Linked DNA regions of Drosophila melanogaster: all the other regions are linked to region 1. Evidence: chromatin contacts called from public Hi-C and HiChIP or PLAC-seq data. All regions are on one chromosome and are shown on one strand. Each heading gives the region's core, a stretch centred on a gene start, on an enhancer-like site or on the middle of the called end of the contact. The rest is flanking DNA. Distances are from core to core; before and after follow the strand shown. Region 1 holds the start of PDZ-GEF (PDZ domain-containing guanine nucleotide exchange factor). Region 2 holds the start of CG9175. Region 3 holds the start of WDR79 (WD repeat domain 79). Region 4 holds the start of retm (real-time).

Region 1 (3,243 bases), core at 332-2,831:
ATTCAATTATCAATTTCGACAGCTATCCGGGAAGAACGTAATTTTAAAGAGAAATGCATGTAGAGAACTTAATGAATAACAATCGCAAATCAAACCCCGAATTTAATACGTTACACATTCTTCGACTGGGTATGCCCAATCGGAAATTATCCAAATATGTATGTATATCAGAGGTAACGACTGTTTGTACGGTAAAACACAGGAATCGCTAACAAATATTATACTTCTAAGGACACAATCAAGTGAATAGCTTATAAAATCCCTCGAATAATACACATTGAAAGAGTTTAAGTGTAAATAATATTGGTAGAAAACTCCGTATGGTAATATTTGTGCATTCTATCCAATGGATAATTAAATGGAATCGAAAATGAAAACATTGACATATGTGTGTACCTATCGCTCCTCCACCTGAACGCTATCTATCAAATCAATTATGCTTTACATATTTACTAGAGTAAAGTGAAATGAGTCTATATTTATAAAAACTAAATAATGTCCACCTGCCGTTGCTGCCCCTTTTCCTGGAAATTACAACTGCATTTTGACGATGTATCGCGATGGAAAAAAAATATTTAAAGCCTGCATATAATTTTGACAATAACTGTTTAAACAAAGAAGTGTGAAAACAATTGTGCAAATTGCTTTGTATTTCTGCAAATCTAAACTCGTTCGAGTTAAAAACCTAGGCTAATCGCAGACATTCGTTCTTAAATCTCTAGTCTACACAAAAGTCAATTAGACGCATATCAAAAATGTATTTTGTTTAACCAAATTTTTACTGTGCCTTTTCCCTCCTATTTTCTTGTGCTGTACAAAGTCTTAATAACCGTATATCTATTTTATTTAATTTGTATTCTATCAAATGCTTAAAAAGGTTTCGCTGAATAAAGATATGCAGTTATATCAACTCGATCTAAGAAAATAAGTTTTAATCATAAGCATAGTTGTAAGTTCGTTTTAAATTTGCATGATAGACGACATTTACATTATTTCAGTTAAGAGTTCAATGGTTTTCATGTATTCCAAATATTTAAAATGATTCTTTACTAAATATAAATATAATTATTTTAATTTAGCATAACCATAAACTAAACGATACGTTTCCCTTTCTAAAGATCAGTGTAACTCAAAATATAAATAAGCAAAAAGTAGAGACAAGAAAGAAAATCGTTGAGCACAATCATGTTTAATAAAAAGAACTCTAAAGATGAAACTCAGAATTGTACGCTTTTTGAAATGGAAGAAATTGCATTAGATTATAAATAAAGAAAAATCCTTAAAAACACAGCATTTCGATTTTCTGGGGCAAACTTGACTTTGTTTTAAAAAGTTTGCAATTTATAAATTGATAACGGTAATGTATGAAAATAATAAAAATCACCAAGGCGCCATCTATAAATAAATGTTTTAAAAAACATAAAGCAGAAATAACCGATTCCCAGATCAGCGGGTATTTTTTGAAACAGAAGTGGCGCCACTAGCGTATTAAAAAGGAACTTAGTGAACAATCTATACCAACCAATCGGTATTTAAATACCGCAATTCAGCGATAGTCATAGATAGTATAGAAAACCTGGTATCACTGAGCGGTGTGGTCACACTGTAAGACGCGTCGGACTTTTAGTTTTCAGCTACTTAATTTTTCTAAATTAAACGGTCGCCCTCGAATCGAAAAACTAATTCACCAAATGAAAGCAACTCGAAATACCATCTTACACACTCGGCCACGCAGCTGAGAGCGAAAAGCGCTCACAAAACTGCAGTGCAACAGCCACTTTTCCTCGTCGAGATGTGTGTTTGTGTGTGTGAGTGAAAGAAATTCCAACAATGCGCACCACAATACCAATACACACACAGGCTGCTTGAATCTCTTTATGCAGCAGTGTACGCAAAAAGGGCAGCTGGGAAACTACTTGCGTCTAAAAAAAAAGTGCGTATAATTAGCAAGTGCAGGGGCATAAACACAGTCCCAACCAACTCCCCACCCCCCGCCACTGGAGGACCCTTGCTGGCTGCAAAAACCATTCAACTGCACCAAACACGCCCATATCTGCTGGCTGTGCGAGTGTGTTAGTGCGTCTGCTGTCTGTGTGGGTGGTGCAAAGTGTGTTTTATTTACTACGCTTTGATTTTGCAATGCTCCTATTATTATTGTTGTGTATGGCTTATCCGCGCTTCGGATGTCGTCGCCTACAATTTTCGTTTCATTTTTTGTTATTATTTTTCTGTGTCGCTCGCCCCCTCGCACACACACATGCAAACGCTCAGCAATCGCTCTCACGTACAGTAGCAGCTTTGGCTCCCACACACATGCACACTCCGCCGACGCGTAGGCAGCGCATACTCAATCTCCCATGAGAATTTTCGCCCGCTCTCCGATTGTTTTTGTTTGCCTTAATTTATTGGCAGCATTGTGTTTGTTGTGGCGGAAAATGAAAGTGTGTTAGTGCGGGCAGCAAAAAAAACCCAGCAAAAAAAAAAAAACAAAAATTAAAAAACAAAAGCAGCAACCTGCGCGGCCAGCAAACAAAAAGCCGAATAAGAATTGACTAACAAACTCTCACAGCAATTTCGTTTCGAAAACCTTTGTTTTCGAGCGCCGTGTGCATCGCAATCAAAGCTCCGCAGATGCCACTACATCCGCGATTTGGGCCACCCTTTCTTCAAATTGGCCCAAACGCTATACAATGGCTAATCTCTCGGCCAATTGTTTTCGGTTACAAAAGCAAACAATGAACAAATGGCAATTTTAAAAGTTGCCACTATTGTTGCTTTTATCTATATCCGTGATCATGAGGATATAACAAGTTACAGAAAGTTGATTGTGGTTTTAGAAGTCCGATTTCAGTTCTTTAGACGTACGGAATTTTGATATAAAATAAGAGGTTTATAAAGAACAGAAGCGTATTGAATCCTTTACTTATAAGATGACTTACACACTAATTCTTTTGTTTCTAACCATGGTCCTTTCTCAACCTTTTCAGTTAAGTATAAAGTCTAATCTCATCACATATCACATCAAACGGGGCAAAGGTTGGCATGTCGTTGTAGACAGCATCCACAGCAAAAGCTACCCCTCATGGATCCGTATCACCATATCAGACATCATGTGAGTGCGCGCAGATTAGCTTATTGTACTTGAATTAAATTGACCTCTCTCCCCAACAGTATCCACCCACAAGCATAGCAGGCACAGGAGTGGTGGTGGGCAGCTCGACTACAATCAACCGGCCGGAACTG
Region 2 (3,243 bases), core at 425-2,924, 220 kb before region 1:
CACCAATTTTATTGCTTACGTCTTTGGGACAGACTGTGGATGCAGACTTTGTTGTCCACCGAAATGGACAGAACGGCTGCCTCCGTGTCGCTGGAAATGGGCGGTCCCTCCTCGTTGGTAATAGGCAGGAACTGGAGGCCAGTTACGAACATGGAGTGTGCATGGGGAATGTGGAGCACGCGCTGCAAAACGTAAGCAAAGAATTGGAGTTAAGACTATTAACGTACACTTTGATTAGTTGCCTCTGCTCACCTGCAGACTGAATGCAATGTACATGGATACGCTGCCTGAGAACATCGTGCCGACGGCCACGAATCGACCATCATCCCGCACTGCCAGTGACGAGAGGCTTTCGTCAATGGCCACAGCCTGACGCAGTTGCCCGCTGGCACAGTCCCAGTGCTGCAGGAAGCCACGCTGCTTTCCCACCTTGCCCAGCGGATTGGCAATGGTAAAGAGGCGGTAGTTATCCTTTTGCGCCTCCACGGTTCCGTAGCGGCACCGTTTGAACAGGTACTTGGCCCCCTCGGGCGTTTTCCACTGCAGCTTGTGTTGCAGCTGGCCGCTGGCCAGGTCCCACACCAAGCCCTGTGCATCCTTGGAGATGCTGGCAATTAGCTTGCTGTCGGGACTGAAGTCCAGGTCATCGATCTCCTTGCTGTGTGCCGCCAGCTCGGCGGCCAGCGTCATCTGGGGGAACGTCCAGACGCGCAGTTTTCCGTCCGTGCCGCCAGTGGCCATCAGACGGCCATTACCGCTGATGCGCACCACGCGCTGCAGGGGCTCGGCGCCCTTGAGGAAGTCCGTCTGGATCACATCCGCCGCCTGGATGTCGAAATGCAGTCGCCGAAACTGACGCAATATGTCGGCGGTGGAAAGGGGTGGCCTGTGCCCGTTGGCCACTGGCTCCACGCCCGAGTGTGCGTTTCGCTGGCGCACGTTGCCGTTCTCGTGCGGCCGTTCCTCCGGAGCAGGCTTGCCGTCCCCGACGCCCACACCGTTTCCATTCCCATCCTCTTCGGATTGAACGCGCGGCTGGACGTAGTACATCTGACAGTGCGCCTCCTGGCCGGCGCACAGATAGCCCCTCCGGCCGCCATTGCGCACCGCGAAGTTCATCACCACATTGGCGCCGGTCTCATGGCGCAAAACCTCCTCCGCGCAGAAGTGGCTGCCGTTGTGGTACAGCTCATAGATCTCCTGGAAAGATCAATCGTCGATTAGAAACATCACAAGAATGCGGCGGAGCGAGCTGAGTTCATACAAAGCCGTTCGCCACTCCCGTTTTGCTGGAGCCACCGCCTCCGGCTACCAGAATGTGGCGGCTGGTTAGCATGTCCACGGCGTACAGCGGGAAGTTCACGCGGGCCAGCAGGCCGTCGCTGGGACGGCGGGTGTGGGCCATTATCAATAATATATCACAATCGACCGGACGCTGGGGGCGGAGGGATTGGGGCTGAGTGATTGACTCGAGTTTATCAGCTCTGGCCGCGGGGCAGGCACATCTAATTGGGTCTACCGCTGGCACACTCCGGCTGTTAACTGACTGGGAATTGTGGGTCGATTCAGTGGACGTTAATCATGGGAACTATTTTCTTATTGTGTTTTGGACTGAGAAAGTTGTCTTAAAAATCCACGTACACTGAATAGCGGTGGCAGGGCGAGGTATCGATACATCGATAGGCAGATTGGTGATTGGTGCCATAGCAGTCAGCTGTCTTCAGCTGATGAACAGGGCTGCCAGACTGGTGACGTGAGCAAACAGCTGATGGGCTGCAATGTTAACAGCTGGAAATATCAAAATATTCACAGCTGTTCTCTAATCGATAGGTAACTTTAAAAATTATCGCAATAAGCTTAATGTTTTTAAGTACATAATTGTTAACCATTTTTATATACATAAGAATTCAAGTATATTGCGATATTTATTTTGCAACGCGTATATTGCACCCAGTACGCTGCATAACGTGGCTTGTCTTCTTTACCTTGTACCTTAAGGTACAATATACCATGTACCCTGTTTGAAATGTTCAATGATCCACCTCATAACCAGTACCTACTGGTACCTACCTTTAAGAACGAGATAGGCTTAATTGTACTTGTAATAAAATTTTATTAAAAAGAAAGTAGACAAATTTCTCCCCTGCAACAACTTGAAAAAGGAATTCTTTTTTCCAAGTGAAATAAGAAATTATAATATTTCAGGATTGTCATTAATGCGGTGGAGCTCAGCAGTGGTCTTCCTGGTTCTTTGTTGTGACAAAATGACCTTCAATCGCTGGTGGGCGGCACAAAGGGGACTCCGAAGTCATATTTATATACTCCTTTACGTGGGAGTTATTTATGTATGTACATATATCAGACAAAGGTGTGAAACGTGTTGAACGAGTTATTGTTCAAATCTGCAGCATCTTAAATTCTCTATTAGGTGTTTCTTATTGCTATTTTCTGACTTTTGTCAACTCTGCGTTGATAACTTTATCAGATTTCAATTAAATTTCTCATCAATTTTGCCATAGATCGTATAGGCTGTATTTAAATTTAAATGGGCGTTAAAGTGAAAACTGTCTACTGTCTACGCACCTAAACTAGTTTTGTTATAATTATTTTCATAGTGCGTGAACAAGTTTTTCCGGCACTTTGATCAAATTTCACTTTTATCGAAGTCAAGGTGGCTTAAGTGATATGTCAATATTGTTAACCTGATTCAAGTGGATGTACGTATGTATGTATATTATTTATAATTATTAAATGAATAAAAAGCTTCAAAAAGGAAGACATAATCAAGTTCGTTGTCCTTGTGTTTCTTTTGAAGTGTCACAACACTCATTCGTATTTATTTGAAAAGTTTAGGATCTTACTTTTGGGATTCAACAGACTTTTTTGGGCGTACATAATAAATTCAAAATTGTCATTTGAATTATAACCGACAAAAGAAAACAAACAAAAGACGCACTGGCGCCATCTCTTTTCCACTCGCACAGCTTCCAGGTCAGCAACAACAACAAAGCCCAGCTGGTGCTCACCGATCGCGACGCCGCGTCGCTGCTTTCGTTTTCTTCTCTGCTTTCTGTTTCTTCCTTGCTCATTCGCTTAATTTTCGCCGACGCGATCACAACTGTAAAAAACAACTGCCGAAGTTCTCGCACCGTATTTTAACTGTTAACAATTCAAAAGTGTCCAGTGTGTCTATCGTTATTTGAATGCTATTATTAACTGTACATGTGCTAACTTATTTCATTG
Region 3 (3,243 bases), core at 352-2,851, 200 kb before region 1:
GATCTCCGTATTTTTTGAGATCCCAAACATTGACGAATCCCCGTGTGTCACCGCTAGCCAGCCAATTGCTGTCGGATGCGAGGTCGAATTGAATACGCTGATTGGTGTCCACATGGCGCTGCAACTCCACCAGTGGCTGCTTGTAGTTGCGCATGTCCCACTGCAAGATCTTATCGCACTTGCGAGCTCCACTGAACAGATGCCACTCCCCGTTGCCAAACTCTCCATAGCGCAGTTGTGTGATGCCGCCCTTGTGCCCTCCCAGCGTGAAGAGAGGACCCTGCTTGTGGCTACACCGCAAGTCAAAGTGCTGGATGTAGCCATGCCAGTTGCCGCAGGTTAGAGTGTGCGGGTGCGCAGTGGTCTGTGCAATGCAGGATATGGCAAACTTGACAGGGTAATCGTCGCAAAAACGTCCGGGTCTACGGAGTAGAGTTTGAGTTGCATTAAATGAGCGTACGAAAATAAGCAGCCGACTCACCTGCTGGTGTCGAAGATCTTGATGCAGCGCTTGTATCCCGCATAGATCTGCTCGCCGTCATGGGAGAAGGCCAAGGAAATGGCCGCCATTACTTCGTCTACGGCATCGTACCCACTGTAGCTGCATCGCAGGGAACCGTCGAAGGCATCCCACATGTGTATGGGTTCGTGCTGCCGCGTGGCCAGCCACCTGCGTGAAATGGGAACGGTATAAGATTGGGGAGAGCGTCAGAGAGTTGTCAACTCACAAGCAGGTTTCTGGTTGCAGGCTGTTCATGTGCGGATACCAGACGCAGTCGTAGACGGTTCCGCCCTCGGGCACGTGCACCTCCGACTGGAGCTTGGTCAGAGAGCGTGCCGGCTGCACCGTATCTGCGGAGTAGAGGTCACTGGGCATCTCTATAACGTGCATGCCGTCTAGGTGAACGGGCACCAGAAGGCACGTGCCGTCCGGGGACCAGTAGCAGCCTTTGGTGTAGTGCTGAGCCTCCGTGGACGAGGTCCAGCAGCGTCGGCCCAACTCAACAAGTGCTCCCTGGAAGTACTGGAGGACGGGAGCAATCGCAAGCTCCTGGTCTTCCGGCTTCGCCTCATTGCCATTCGACGTCAGCTCCAAAGTGTCCTCTATGTCGACGACCCGCACGCTTTCCTCTTCCTCATCCCCATTCGCTTCCTCCTCGGCAGCCAGGCTTGTCTCCATGGGCACACCCGCATGCGGCGATTCAACGGCGTTCTTTGGACGCCCGGAACGCAGCTTTAGGATCTCCTCCGCCGAAAGAGTCACGCTCAGTTTGGGCAACGAAAGATCGCCATTGGACGTGACCATGGTGCTGCTGAAGCTCACGTTGTGATTCAGCATGGATGCCTCCACATCGCCCATGCTGGTGCTTAAATTGACCGCTTGGGGAAATATTTGTTTTACTCATTTCCGTGCTTTCGTTTAAAACGTCACTTACATTCGTCCATATCGCCACTTTTACCGCTCAAGCACAGTGTGACCGTGCGAGGATAGCGCAAAAATAAGCTGGCCGCTTGCCAACGGTTTTTAAAGTGCATTTCCATTTTAAACGAATTTTCGATCATTAAGGATTTTTCCAAAACATTTTGTGTTAACATAAATATAAGCAAAGATTTAAGGTACAAGCCAACCATCATCTATGCAACTCGCAACTGTACAAGTTTTTAGACATAAAAAACTTAATAAAAAATTCCTTTTTTAGTTTTTATTCTAAAAATCTCATACGTCCAAACATTATTCTAGAGGCAAAGTTGCATGGATCCTAGATAAATAATCCCTAGATAAATCATTTCCACCAGCACTAGATGGCCAGCGATGCCCACTGCAGCTCCATTGCTCAGCGCTTTTGTTTGCATCCGGTAGAACATGGCGGAAATGCTCAGAGGAAGCGCCACCTCAATCTCGCTGGTGTCGAATTCCAGGTCATGCCGCTGGCCCAGAACCAGGCGTGCGTGCTGCAGGACACGCTGATGCGGCGCTCTGCCCTCCACCATAGCCAGATGTGCCACATGGAACTCGTAGCCAACGCTGAGGAAGATATTCCGACAGCTCAGGCTCTGTCTCATTTCGTCGTAGACTGCCTGAACGGGTGGTGGCATCTCGTGGACGTTCTCCGGGTAGCGCACCTCCATGGGCAGCCACTTGTCCGGCTGCGGTCTGCCCAGATGGGAGACGAACACCTTGGTCACATCCTCCAGCTGGGTGCAGTTGTGGGGCAGCAGCAGGCTCCATATCTGGGCCTGCAAGCCCTGGCAGTACTCGGTGTGGTTGGCGTGTGCCTGGAGCAAGGGAGCCGCGTGGCGGAGTTCACAACGGGTAAGGAGGTCTATACCGAAGCGCAGAGCTTCCTTGTGGTCCAGTGCGCGTTGGCAGCTGCTTCCTCGTGGCTTCCTGGAGGGCAGGGAAAGCCAGTGAAACTCTTTGATATTTTGGTTAAGGCTGTGATAGCTTATTAGCTGCTTATCCTCGCTGCTGTTCTGTGGTAACATTCTGGAGAGGATTACAGGGGCGCCAGATAGGTAACCGAGTGGACCGGAAGTGGGCTTGGTCAGCGATTCGTTCAGAGTGACAAACTCAACGTTGTAGCGAAGCCAAAGTGGCTCGTTGTCGTCCTCCGCCAGTTTGGCCTCCTCTAGAAAAAGCTTTGCTTCGAGGATATTCGTAAAGTTGTGAATCAGTTGCAGCTCCACATGATCAACTATAACATCCAGTTGGGTGTCGTTCCCTCGCTCCAAGCAACGCATTGACTTATTCGCTCCTCTAAGGCAGACCTGTACGATCAGCCCGTTTACTTCCGGTTCTTCTAGATCGCGGGGTTTTGATAGGATCTCGTAGTTGGAAGTCTGGTTCAGTAGGCTCCAGATGCTCTCCTGCAGCTGGGCGGAATCCTTCATTCTGCAGACGTGCCTGATCGGCTGCAAGTGCCAGACTGACTGCTTCAGCTGACAATTGGGACTTTCGTAGGCGGCGGGCAACTCTAAGGTGGCCAATTGTTTAGTCTCTGGTTGCCACAACTGCAGGGTCTGCCCGAACTTGTAGTGTCCAGCTGATGGACGAGACTGTGCGTAGTCCGATTCTTGGTATTCCAAGTTATCCTTCCATTTTCTGTACTGCGAGGTATCGATATTCATATCCGGCGGCTGCGTCTTTGTTGCTTTTGTGTTGCTGCGAAAGACGCACAGCCAACCATCGTTGATCTGGCAGGTGGGCAAGCCGTGGGTGTACTGGAAATCCTCCAGGCGCGA
Region 4 (3,243 bases), core at 376-2,875, 130 kb after region 1:
GGAGCCATCCAACACGTGGCGACTCCTCACCTCACATGGACATGTCTTACAATATCCATATTTTTCCCAGACCCAGCTAGCAAACTGTGTAGTTGGCACTGGTGTCCTTAATTATTCAGATAGGCTTTCTTAATTGTCCTGGCGGGCGGTAATGGTCTAAAATGCTGGAACTTTGCCTGCATCTTTGGGGACATGCGAGTGGACAGGTGTCCTATCGTGCGGCTCATAAATGTTGCTTAAATTTAAATTACCCCTGTCGGTGACGTACGTAGAATAAATGTTTGACCTTTGACATTTGAGACTTTTGAGTTTCTGTCACGAAAAGCGCTTTCTTACTTCTGTCTACAAGGGAAAACATACATAAACACTCAAAGTATCGAATAACCATAATAGGCTTTTCATTTTAGGTGATTTGTGTTTGGACTACACTTTTAGTCTAATATATGACTGTATAGTTATTTTAAGTACAAAAAACGGCACTTGAAGTGATTTCTGTTGCTTAAATAAACTTTTGAAGTAAAAAACAGTTCGTTTTCTTATCAGTCAGTGAAAAGGCAAAAAATAAAATGATTTGCAAAGGAAACAGAGGTAGGAGGGAGGAAAAGCTTCAATAAAAAAGACAACCATTTTTTATCTTATAAATTTATAACCCCAATTTCGATAATTTACGATAAATGTTAATACATTCAAAAAGGCGCATTATGTAAATTAACAGCATTAAAAAAAGAACAAATTTCTATGGCATAAATGAGACTAAAACGCAAAGCTGGACGCAAACAATCAGTAGATTAATAAAAATAAATGAAAAATTCACAAACAAGTCGTTTCAACCAAACCGCCCCCTCCCACCGACAAACTATTTACACACGCACACACACGCACACGTACATGCAGTGTGTATTATTCAATTGGATAAAGAATCTATCTCTATCTCGCTCTTCGAGCGCAACTGCGAAAGAGAGAGCATGTTGGGCGGGGGGAGGAATTGCTGTCCAAGGTTAATTTTATTTATCTGCAGCTTGGATTTGAATAAATGAAGCAACTGTGTCCGAGCGGAAACAACGATACACAACGACCCTTTGCGAGTCGCAGTGAATTAGTGGCTATGCCATCGCATAATGCACAATTTAAACTTAAATTGATGGGTATGTGTAAACAGGCAGTGGGACACGCCTATAAGGCCGCCCACTCCACACGACGAAATGGAGAGGGGAAAATGCAATGTACACACCTTCATCACCAGCTCAAAAGGATATTTGTAGACGCGAACGGGTGACTGGAATTTTTGCACCATCTTGCTGCCTTTCAATCGTCCGTTCCGTGTTTTTTATTTCAAATTTTCGTTGCACTGATTGTGGAGTTCGCACTGTTTAAAAAATCAATTTTCACTCTGCGCTTTTCCGTTGCAGTATAATGAGCGCGCGGGGGCGGGGAAGGTGACCAAACTTGGGCACTGGAATACCGAGCTGGGTTTGTTTTTTTGCTCGTGACAGTTCACGCCACTGCTATTTATTTCACTGAGTTGTGTCTGGTATCCGTTGGCTCCTAGCGTAGGAGTTCTAGAGAACCGCCTGGCCGTGGAAAACAGAGAAAGCCTTTCTCCGAGTTTGATTAACAGACGCCAATGGTGTGACCGCTTTTCGCTAGGTGGCATTCGCCCTGGAAAAATATCCGATGAATACCGAAGCTGGTTTACTGTATCTAGGGATTACAATGCACTTGAAATATGCCGTTCACACAGGGCCGCTTGAGAGAGCTGATGCGAAGCGTACACACCGAGTGTATTATATGCAAAAACTTGACAAATTTAAATCAAACAAGCCCCATAAAAACGAAAATGAATTGAGGATGAAAGCTAAAGAACAGTGGAATAATTTTGAATACCTATGCATGCGACATCTCTCGGTAAGTCAATGAAATTTGAATCTTTTTTAAAGCGACACCTGTCGTAATTTGTATGCATTATCAGTTGCGTTACTGCAGTTGTATGGGACTTAAATTGTATCTTTGTTAAATTTATTAGATATAAACAATAAATAATATCGCGAAAATACCGTTAAGCGATAGGTGACCGTCATAGGAGTGGCAACACTGGCTGCACTGCCTCTGCGGAGCGGATAAAACAAATCAAAAATCAATAGCCGGGGGATCGAGTACCCACTGCAGGATGAGCATCGACGACGTCATCTATGTGATCTGCCTGCTGGGCTGCATCGGAGCCGGCAGCTATGTGAAGAAGATCGCGGACGAGGGCCAGCGCAAGCTGGTGTCCACTGGGCTAGGCGTTCTTGTGGTTGTCATTGTCTCGGGGCTCCACAGTCTGCACTGCTTTGTTTCCCTGGCACTGGGCACGGCCGCCGTGCTTCTCGTGCACCCGAGGTTAGTTGGTGATCCTGAACCTGTGGAAAATTACCAATAACCACACTGCTCCCTCTTCCAGCAAGGGTCACCTGGTCACGTTTGCGGTCATGTTTGGCTACCTGGTGTTCTTCCGCATTTTCGACTTCTACTTCGGCATTCCCGGCCACACGAACATGATACAAATGATACTAACACTAAAGGTGGGTTGCATAACCATTCATTGCCATTACTTAGCTCGTAATCCTTGCATCGGCAGGTTTCGGGCATTGCCTTCGAGAAGACTGCCGCCTGGAAGCGACTGCAAGCGCACGACGAGCAAAAGAAGAACGACCAGCGGGATGTGCACCAGGAGAGTCCAATCGAGATCACCGACTACGATGTGGAATTGCAGAGCCTGAGTGCCGCTGAGATCCTGCACTACAGCTTCAACTACATCGGAGTTCTTACAGGTGAAGATTGGACCAGATTCAACCTAGTTTCCTATCCACAAGCACTAAAAATGTAGTCACAATACAACCAGATACCAAAGTCCAATTCAATTGCTGATTGTAAAACATTACACACACATGCTTATAATCGATTTCAACCGCATCAATATAATCATCAGTATCAAGTAGATAATAATTTGTAAATCTGCATTTAAAACGAAACCACTCATGTCCATTGATTGCAGGTCCCTATTATCGGTATCGCACATACAGGGACTACTTTGAGATGCCTTTCAAGACCTACGCTCCAACTGTTGAAGCCACCCTGGAGAAGCTGAAGTACGCCGTCTTCTACTGCGCATTATACCTGGCAACCAACTACATGTGGCCACTGGATGTGAGTGCTTGAGCACACCGCAAAACATTACTAAATTGAATACATTTCAGTATGCGT

What was found. Hi-C and Micro-C count contacts between places; a contact is called where the count stands out from the background. HiChIP or PLAC-seq counts read pairs in DNA pulled down with a chosen protein or histone mark.
Region 2: a Psq HiChIP or PLAC-seq map of the Kc167 cell line shows a contact between it and region 1, with 7 times the contacts expected there. The contact joins the promoter of CG9175 here to the promoter of PDZ-GEF in region 1. A contact is called at or near these places in 16 of 107 Hi-C or Micro-C datasets (the Clone 8 cell line, the D17-c3 cell line, the Kc167 cell line and 4 more) and 2 of 6 datasets of contacts at active chromatin or transcription factors (both in the Kc167 cell line).
Region 3: a contact with region 1 is called in a Hi-C map of the S2 cell line, with 4 times the contacts expected there. The contact joins the promoter of WDR79 here to the promoter of PDZ-GEF in region 1. A contact is called at or near these places in 35 of 107 Hi-C or Micro-C datasets (the Clone 8 cell line, the D17-c3 cell line, the Kc167 cell line and 13 more) and 4 of 6 datasets of contacts at active chromatin or transcription factors (the Kc167 cell line and the S2 cell line).
Region 4: a contact with region 1 is called in a CP190 HiChIP or PLAC-seq map of the Kc167 cell line, with 4 times the contacts expected there. The contact joins the promoter of retm here to the promoter of PDZ-GEF in region 1. A contact is called at or near these places in 19 of 107 Hi-C or Micro-C datasets (the Clone 8 cell line, the Kc167 cell line, the ML-DmBG3-c2 cell line and 11 more) and 3 of 6 datasets of contacts at active chromatin or transcription factors (the Kc167 cell line and the S2 cell line).

The regions. Positions count from the first base shown.
Region 1 is chr2L:6,322,186-6,325,428 of dm6, forward strand. PDZ-GEF (PDZ domain-containing guanine nucleotide exchange factor) reads left to right here and starts at 1,582. Exons shown (of 8, transcript NM_001273197.1): 1 at 1,582-1,808; 2 at 2,988-3,112; 3 at 3,172-3,243. The coding sequence starts at 3,083. It overlaps Ddr (Discoidin domain receptor), which reads left to right. Exons shown (of 17, transcript NM_001298737.1): 17 at 1-1,281.
Region 2 is chr2L:6,097,292-6,100,534 of dm6, forward strand. CG9175 reads right to left here and starts at 1,675. Exons shown (of 5, transcript NM_164681.3): 1 at 1,642-1,675; 2 at 1,265-1,546; 3 at 253-1,200; 4 at 20-182. The coding sequence starts at 1,405. It overlaps stai (stathmin), which reads left to right and starts at 3,086. Exons shown (of 7, transcript NM_164682.3): 1 at 3,086-3,243.
Region 3 is chr2L:6,126,174-6,129,416 of dm6, forward strand. It overlaps WDR79 (WD repeat domain 79), which reads right to left and starts at 1,602. Exons shown (of 4, transcript NM_001298736.1): 1 at 1,437-1,602; 2 at 729-1,380; 3 at 482-670; 4 at 1-422. The coding sequence starts at 1,563. It overlaps tctn (tectonic), which reads right to left. Exons shown (of 3, transcript NM_135154.3): 3 at 1,699-3,243. The coding sequence ends at 1,738. It overlaps B9d2, which reads right to left. Exons shown (of 3, transcript NM_001201775.2): 3 at 1,699-3,243.
Region 4 is chr2L:6,454,304-6,457,546 of dm6, forward strand. It overlaps retm (real-time), which reads right to left and starts at 1,626. Exons shown (of 6, transcript NM_001298743.1): 1 at 1,232-1,626. The coding sequence starts at 1,294. frj (farjavit) reads left to right here and starts at 1,749. Exons shown (of 7, transcript NM_205915.3): 1 at 1,749-1,905; 2 at 2,062-2,379; 3 at 2,441-2,561; 4 at 2,618-2,810; 5 at 3,035-3,186; 6 at 3,237-3,243. The coding sequence starts at 2,168.